Regions from separate parts of the Mus musculus genome. Here region 1 is linked to region 2. Evidence: chromatin contacts called from public HiChIP or PLAC-seq data. All regions are on one chromosome and are shown on one strand. Each heading gives the region's core, a stretch centred on a gene start, on an enhancer-like site or on the middle of the called end of the contact. The rest is flanking DNA. Distances are from core to core; before and after follow the strand shown.

Region 1 (3,555 bases), core at 133-2,632, 130 kb after region 2:
AGCACTGAGTAAATTTATGTCCCATTATCATGTGTGTGTCGATAGAATTTTTTTTTTTTTTTTTTTTTTTTTTTTGGTTTTTCAAGACAGGGTTTCTCTGTATATCCCTGGCTGTCCTGGAACTCATTCTGTAGACCAGGCTGGCCTCGAACTCAGAAATCCCCCTGCCTCTGCCTCCTGAGTGCTGGGATTAAAGGTGTGCGCCACCATGCCTGGCCCAGATAGAATAATTTCATTTCCATTAAATGACAGTTGTGGGCAAGAGAAACAGCAGGTAAGGGTGCTTGAGCCTCTATTTCCTGGTTGTTTACATCGTGAAGAGTTACACTGACCTGGGTCCTTGTTCCATACTCGCCTTCCCGAGTAATGGATTAAGGTCCTTGAAACTTTGAGCCCAATTCAACATATCCTCCAGCTCGGAGTTTCTGTTAGAAATGTAACCCAAGTAATTAAAACCCATTATGTCAGGCCTCTGACTTTCTCCTTGTCTCTTTCTGTTTGTGGGGATACAGCCCTACATCTGGCCACTGTGACTCTCTCATTCAGGAGAGTTTTACGGTCTCGGGAACCACATAGTTTTACTGCCTTAAGTGCTTAGAGCAGGTCATCTCACACGTTATGGGTGCTTACCATTTCCCTCTCCATCGCATCTCTGTCACCTTGTTAGGGGATCAGAATGCTTCAGAGTGTGGTCCATCCATATGAGGATAGGACAGGTCCCAGACTGGTGACAATGGGTGCTAGGTTCCCTCGTTAATACTTCAAGAGCTTCCAGCCAATATCTTTGAATCTGAGCTGCTCCAAGTTTATAAAGGTTTTTTTTTTCCTCCCCCTTCCATCTCTCCCTTCCCCTCCTCTTTCTTTCTCTTTTTTTCCTGATGTATTTCAGCCTGGCTTTGAACTTGCTAAGTAGTGGAAGATGACCTTGGTTTTGCTACTTCTGCTACTACCCCCACCTGGTGCTGGGATGGCAGTGATTCTGATCACCATTGTCATTTTATAAGTCATTTTATTTATATAATGTCATTTTGTAAGTGCAAGGCAAGCACTCTACAACTGAACCCATCCCATCCTTTCTTTTTTCCCTGCCACTTTACTGAGGAAGTCAGTCGATTCTTTCTCACTCTCTTGTAGACTGCAGTCAAATAAGTGTGCTGTGGACTCTAACCACATGTCACACACCATTCCTTTGCTCTCACATCACTGCTAGCCCTGAGTCTAGAATCCACTGAATTTGTGATCTTTTCGTAGACTTCCATAGTCCCAAGTTCAGTCCCAGTCTTTGCATTTCACAAATAACCTCCCTGTCTGGCTATTCAGTAAGTCTAATGAAGTAGCTCTGGCACTTAATGCACACTAATGGCTTCCTGTTGCCATGAGATTAAACGCCAAGATGTAGCTAGCGAGTCCTTTGTTCTTGGGCCCTATCAAAACCTCATACCCTGCCCTGTATTGTAGTCCTATTGTCTTTCTCTGTAACTTCCAAACACTAGGTTAACTCCTGCCCTGGCTAAGTAGGCTGGAACCACTGTTATCTTTCAAGTCTGAGATTCTATGTTCCTGTCTCAGCGAAGCCTTCCTTCACTACACTGTGAGAGCTCTCCCAGTCGTTCCCTGCTTGCTCTTTATTGTGTAGCCCTGCTGTTTAGTCATCCTAGGCTGTGACAAAAATCCCATAGGCTGCAGAAGTTTAAACCATCAAACATTTGTTTGAAAGTCCAAGATCAAGGTTCTGGTCGATTCTGTGTGTGGTACAGCTTCTTAGTTTACACTGTCCTGTTGCTGGGCTTGAATTGCTTTGGATTTTGGGGGTTTGGTTGGATGGATGGATGGATGGATGGATGGATGGATGGATGGATGGATGGACGGACAGACGGATGGTTGGTTGGTTGGTTTTTTTGTTTGTGTGTATGTGTGTACTTGTGTGTGTTTTGGTTTTGTTTTGTTTGTTTTTTACTGGAGCAAGTGCAAGTTCTCCCATCACCTGATATAAACTACTAATCCTACTCATGAGGATGCCTGCACGATGCCCTCCTGCAGGCCCTGCCTACTGACCCCATCCTACCCTAGGGGAGTAGCACACAAATATTCAACCCATCGTTCTTGTCTTGTTTTCTGTATAACCAGGATCTGGAAAAAAAAGTTTTTTTTTAAATTTTTAATCTCCAGTGCCTACACCAAGGTTTATTCTCTGTCTAAATAACTGTCGTCCAAGTATCTAGGATAATCCCTGGCACTGAAGCAGAATTATTGACAGATCTAATGGTATTTTTTTGTAAAAGGGGTCAGGGAACCCGGGCGGGTACTTATTATCTACATCAGAATTTGGGTACTTAGCATTTGCATCATGGCTTCAGATATTTTATAGCCATGATCTCTTTGATTTTTCCAACCTCTTATGAGGATGTTTGGAAAAAAACCTCCCTACTTTATAACTGAGGAGATAAGGACCCAGTTAATCCCTTTCCCAGTGTCACTCAGCATATAAATGTCAGGGCTAGATTCAAATTATCATGCTGCTGGTGATGTTGGTGGTTGTTGTTGCTGCTGCTGCTGCTGTTTTGAGACAGAGTTTTACTTATCTACTCCAGGGTAGCCAGGATACTATTTATTATGTTGCCTAAGTTAGAACAAAGATGTTATTTCAAGATATAGAAACTGTTGAGGCAGAGCACAGTAATTGGTAAGTCCCAGTAGGTCATTAAATGTGTGGTGAAGTACTTAAGGGTGCATAACCTTGCATGTCTCCTACAGAAGGGAATTTATATTCTTTTCAAACATGTTTATAGAATGGTCACGTGCTATAGCTGAGGGTAGTGTTGAACACCTTTGGTCCCGGCACAAGAGAAGCAGAGGCATTTGGATCTCTATGAGTTCCAGGCCAGCCTGGTCTACAGAATGAGGTCCAGGACATCCAGGGCTATACAGAGAAACCCTGTCTTGAAAAACCAAAAGGACAGAGACAGAAAGGGAAAGAGCAAGGAGAAAGAAAAACAGACAGACACACACACACACAGGGGGAGCGGGAGCAGGAGAGGGAGAGAGGGGGGGGGGGGATGAGAATGGTCACATGCTCACCTGGATTGGTTTGAAGAAGATCAAATAAATAACTTGTTCTTGGCTTCAGCCTCTCACTTGGACCAGAACTAGATCTTACAGGGTCACCCAAGGGAACACTCCAAAACACTCCCTTTTGTTTGTTTAATCAAGCCCTTGTATCAAGCCCTTGTTAGAGCAAACCATTCAACCTTCAGGCTCCCTCAGACTTGTGCCATTCTTACAAAGACAGAACCAGAGAAGTCCAAGGTCTTCTCTCTCTCCCTCTCTCTCTCTCTCTCTCTCTCTCTCTCTCCCCCTCCCTCCCTCCCTTCTTTCGAGAATAATTAGATCTGTGAGAATCAGCACTTGAGTGTTCCTGCTGGCCTATGCCAAGTCTCACAGGCACTTCTAGACTCCTGGCTCCTTTTCTTGTTTCCTGCTGTGCTGAGTTGATGGATGTTGGCTTACTTCCTCCCCTTGTTTGTTTCTTTGTATGTTTATATAAAAACAACTACC
Region 2 (3,540 bases), core at 820-3,319:
TGTATGGCAAGTTTAAGGCTAGCCTGGGCTACATGTGTCACACATCCTGTTTCACACACACACACACACACACACATACACACATACCCGGCAGCTAACAATTATCTGTAACTCCAGTTCCAAAGAGGACCTGACACCCTCTTCTGGCCTCCAAGGGCATGCACATGGTTCACAGACCTGCCTGCAGGCAAGACACCCCCACCACACATACACAAACACAAACACAAACACATTTTTTACAAAATAAATTAAATTAAAAAAAAAAAGAATTAGTTACCTAATAAACTCACTACATTAAGAGAAAGACCAGCTGGTCGTGGTGACACACGCCTTTAATCCCAGCACTCGGGAGGCAAAGGCAGGTGGATTTCTGAGTTTGAGACCAGCCTGGTCTACAAAGTGAGTTCCAGGACAGCCAGGGCTATACAGAGAAACCCTGTCTCGAAAAACCAAAGGGGAAAAAAAAAAGTTTTTAACCAAAGGCAAGCTTGGAACACAAACCGCCACTGCCAGACTCAGGTACAAAGCGGTACCTCCGTGTGAACGATGGCACTTGGTGTTTCCTCCTCCTTCAGCTGGTCTGGAGTTTTGCATCCAGGGATGAAAAGCAGCATGTTGGATGTGTCTGCTATCTTCAGGTCGTAGGTTTTGTCTTTACTGCACAACACAGCCTGTTCATCCTTATCTCCTCTAATCACAAAGCTACAGGCAAATGGAGGGGGGGGGTAAAGACATGGCTTATTGAGACTCTAGTGGATAGCTCACTTTAAATAACTCCCAAATCGGGGACTAGAGAGATGGCTCAGCGATTAAGAGCACTGACTGCTCTTCCAGAGGTCCTGAGTCCTGAGTTCAAATCCCAACAACCACATGGTGGCTCCCAACCACCCATAAGAGATCTGATGCCCTCTTCTGGGGTGTCTGAGGACAGCTACAGTGTACTTACATATAATAAATAAATAAATCTAAAAAAAAAGAAAGAAAGAAAGAAAAAATAAGTCCCAAATCCTGTGGCTTCTAGATTTAAAATTAAACCTTGGGAGTGTGGTGCTTTGAAAGAGGACCCCGCCCCCAAACACAGGCTCAGACATTTGAACACTTAGTCCCCAGTCCACAGCCCTATCTGAGGAGGGGTTGGGAGGTGTAGCCTTACTGGAGGAAGTATGTCACTGAGGGGGAGCTCTGAGAGTAAGAGCCTTGCCCACTTGCAGTTCAGTCACTCAGCTTTGTGCTTGCCATAAAAGACATGATCTCAGCCTAGGATTTAAAATCCAAGGTCTTGGCAGCAACTTTGTAGTTGACCCGGAATTAAAAACAGATCCAGATCTTCAGTAAGTGACCCCAACCAACCCCCGGGCTACACGCAGCAGTCTGCATTAGGCTTTAAACTTCTGTCTCGTTTGTCCCATCTGCGGTTCAAGGAGAAGAAACCCAAGTGGCAAGCCAAGAACTCTCTCTACAGGCACTGCTACTACATTCTGAGATTGAACGAGTGTTTCTGTGGAGTACTTGGCATCAGTACTGAGCCCTCCAAAGCTCCCTGGAGCTTCCTTCTTGACACTCCCCCGCTGACACCTGGCTCTAAATTCCCTGGAGTCCTGCTAACAAGGCAGTCTAGCAAATGCTGAATCCTCCTGACAGATGACAGCAAGCTGAGGACCCGCCCATCGGCCTGTACGGGCCCAATCAAAGCAACTCTCTGCACCAGTTCCTCCTTCCGAGTTCCCCGGGCTACGCCGGGCGGGTAGGCGGCCTCTTTGAGGCCGGGGAATCGGCGCTCCCGAGCCCCACCATCCCGGCTCACCTGTCCCCGGCCTCCAGCTGCTGGCACAGTGCTGGTTCCAGCTCCAGCAGGCAGAAGTCGCCGGTGGCCGCGCCGCCGGTCCCGGAGCTGAAGCTCAGGCAGTGCACCGTGGGCAGCAGCTCGGTGGCGTTCAGCTTGGCAACCTGCAGCGTCGCGTCCACTTCCTCGCGGGTCCTCCGGGAAGCGCTCGGCGGGGACATCTCGCAGCACGGAGAGGGGTGTGTCCTCGACCTAAACTCCCGGGACTTCAAAAGCGCGCCAAATCCGCCCGAGCCGACTTCCGGGGCGGGACGGGGCGTGTCCCGAGGAAGTCGGAAAGTATCTGGACTCGCGAGTCCTTCTGCAGCCCACTGACAGCGTGCAAGTCCCCGGTTGCTGGGGAGAAGCACGGTTTCCCCCATGAGGACTCCAGGAAGGTCCTGTTAGCAATTCTGGGTCCCCACGGGGCCAAGCACGGCTCTTGCACTCACCCCTTCCGCCACCCTGTGCCCACCCCCTTCTTTCCCGCCAAAGCTCCTTTTCCTCGCCTGCTGCGGTGGGTCCCGTGATGAGCTATGTCTGTGCAGAATTTCATTAAGCCGTTAAAACAACCCAGTAAGGCAGGATCCTGTCGATCCTGTCATGCAGAAGCGAGCAGAATGCTTGCCAATGGTGGCGCAGCCTTGAGATGGCAAAGTCTGAATCCAGCTTGATGTATGTATGGTGGTTCCAAAATAGCCTGCCCAGTGTTGTGCAGGACCAAGAACCAGATCCTGGCAGAATAAGATGTCATTTGTTTGGACTTCGAGACCATCCTAGATGGAAGGTAGCTTGCCTCCCGTTCGTTAAATACTTCATTTGTGCTAAGTGGCGCTTGAGACTTCTACACAGAAACAGCCCGCCTGGTATGCTCCTGGGAGAGTCTGGCTAACTCAGCATTACAGGGTGTGATGTTTTCTTGACCAAAGTTTACAATGACGTGAAACTGTTTTAAGATGAAAACCCATTCATAGACTCACATCCATGCACCTGAAACTGATGTGCGAGCTCTCTAAGGGATGCTGCCGGCAGACCCCTGCAGACTGGCCACCCATAAAAGTTGAAACAGTAAGAGGAATAATTGTCTTCAGAGAGGGTGGTTTCTCACTCCTTCCTGTAAAACAAACAAATGAATAAATAAAAAGGGAGGCCAAGGTGACCCCAGTCCATCAGGTTAAAAACCGACATGAGCCAGGTAGTGCTGGCACCATACCTTTAATCCCAGCACTCAGGAGGCAAAGGGAGGACCTCTGAATTCTAGACCAGCCTGGACTATAGAGCAAGTTCCAGGACAGCCAAGGCTACACAGAGTAACATTGTCTAGAAAAACAACAAGCAAAAACATCTGAGTTGCCAAAGGGTAGTTTAGTTCCAGCACTCAGGAGGCAGAGGCTGGCGGATCTGAGTTCGAGGCCATTCTGGTCTACATAGTGAGCTTCAAGCCAGTCAAGGCTAAATAGACCCCCCCCCTCTCTCTCTCTCTCACACACACACACACACACACACACACACAAAACAAAAAAAAACAAAAATCGGATCGAATAAGAAAAATGATGGAACAATATCCTGAATATGAAAGTACCACGAATTTATTAGTGGCTATCACTAAGATGGCTCAAAGTTAAAAGTGCTTGCCATGCAAGATGATAAGCTGACTTCAGTCTCCAGAAGATATAGTGGAAGAAGAGACCCAACTCTGAAAGTTGCCCTCTGACTGC

What was found. HiChIP or PLAC-seq counts read pairs in DNA pulled down with a chosen protein or histone mark.
Region 1: an H3K4me3 HiChIP or PLAC-seq map of embryonic stem cells shows a contact between it and region 2, with 25 read pairs. The contact joins the enhancer-like site here to the promoter of Dscc1 in region 2. A contact is called at or near these places in 6 of 39 promoter capture datasets (the 3T3-L1 cell line, embryonic stem cells, liver and 2 more), 4 of 115 datasets of contacts at active chromatin or transcription factors (all in embryonic stem cells) and 3 of 9 other capture datasets (adipose tissue, liver and pancreatic islet).

The regions. Positions count from the first base shown.
Region 1 is chr15:55,220,834-55,224,388 of GRCm38.p6, forward strand. All of the region lies in intron 8 of Deptor (DEP domain containing MTOR-interacting protein), which reads left to right. Among named protein-coding and RNA genes, the nearest start is that of Gm26296, 40 kb to the right of the region's middle. Within about 2 kb of position 1,383, at least 13 of the 459 cell types and tissues checked have an H3K27ac peak or open chromatin away from gene starts, as enhancers often do. A contact at or near this core is called in embryonic stem cells, where this site is marked.
Region 2 is chr15:55,088,422-55,091,961 of GRCm38.p6, forward strand. Dscc1 (DNA replication and sister chromatid cohesion 1) reads right to left here and starts at 2,070. Exons shown (of 9, transcript NM_183089.3): 1 at 1,805-2,070; 2 at 534-702. The coding sequence starts at 2,004. All of the region lies in intron 2 of Gm41325 (a long non-coding RNA gene), which reads left to right.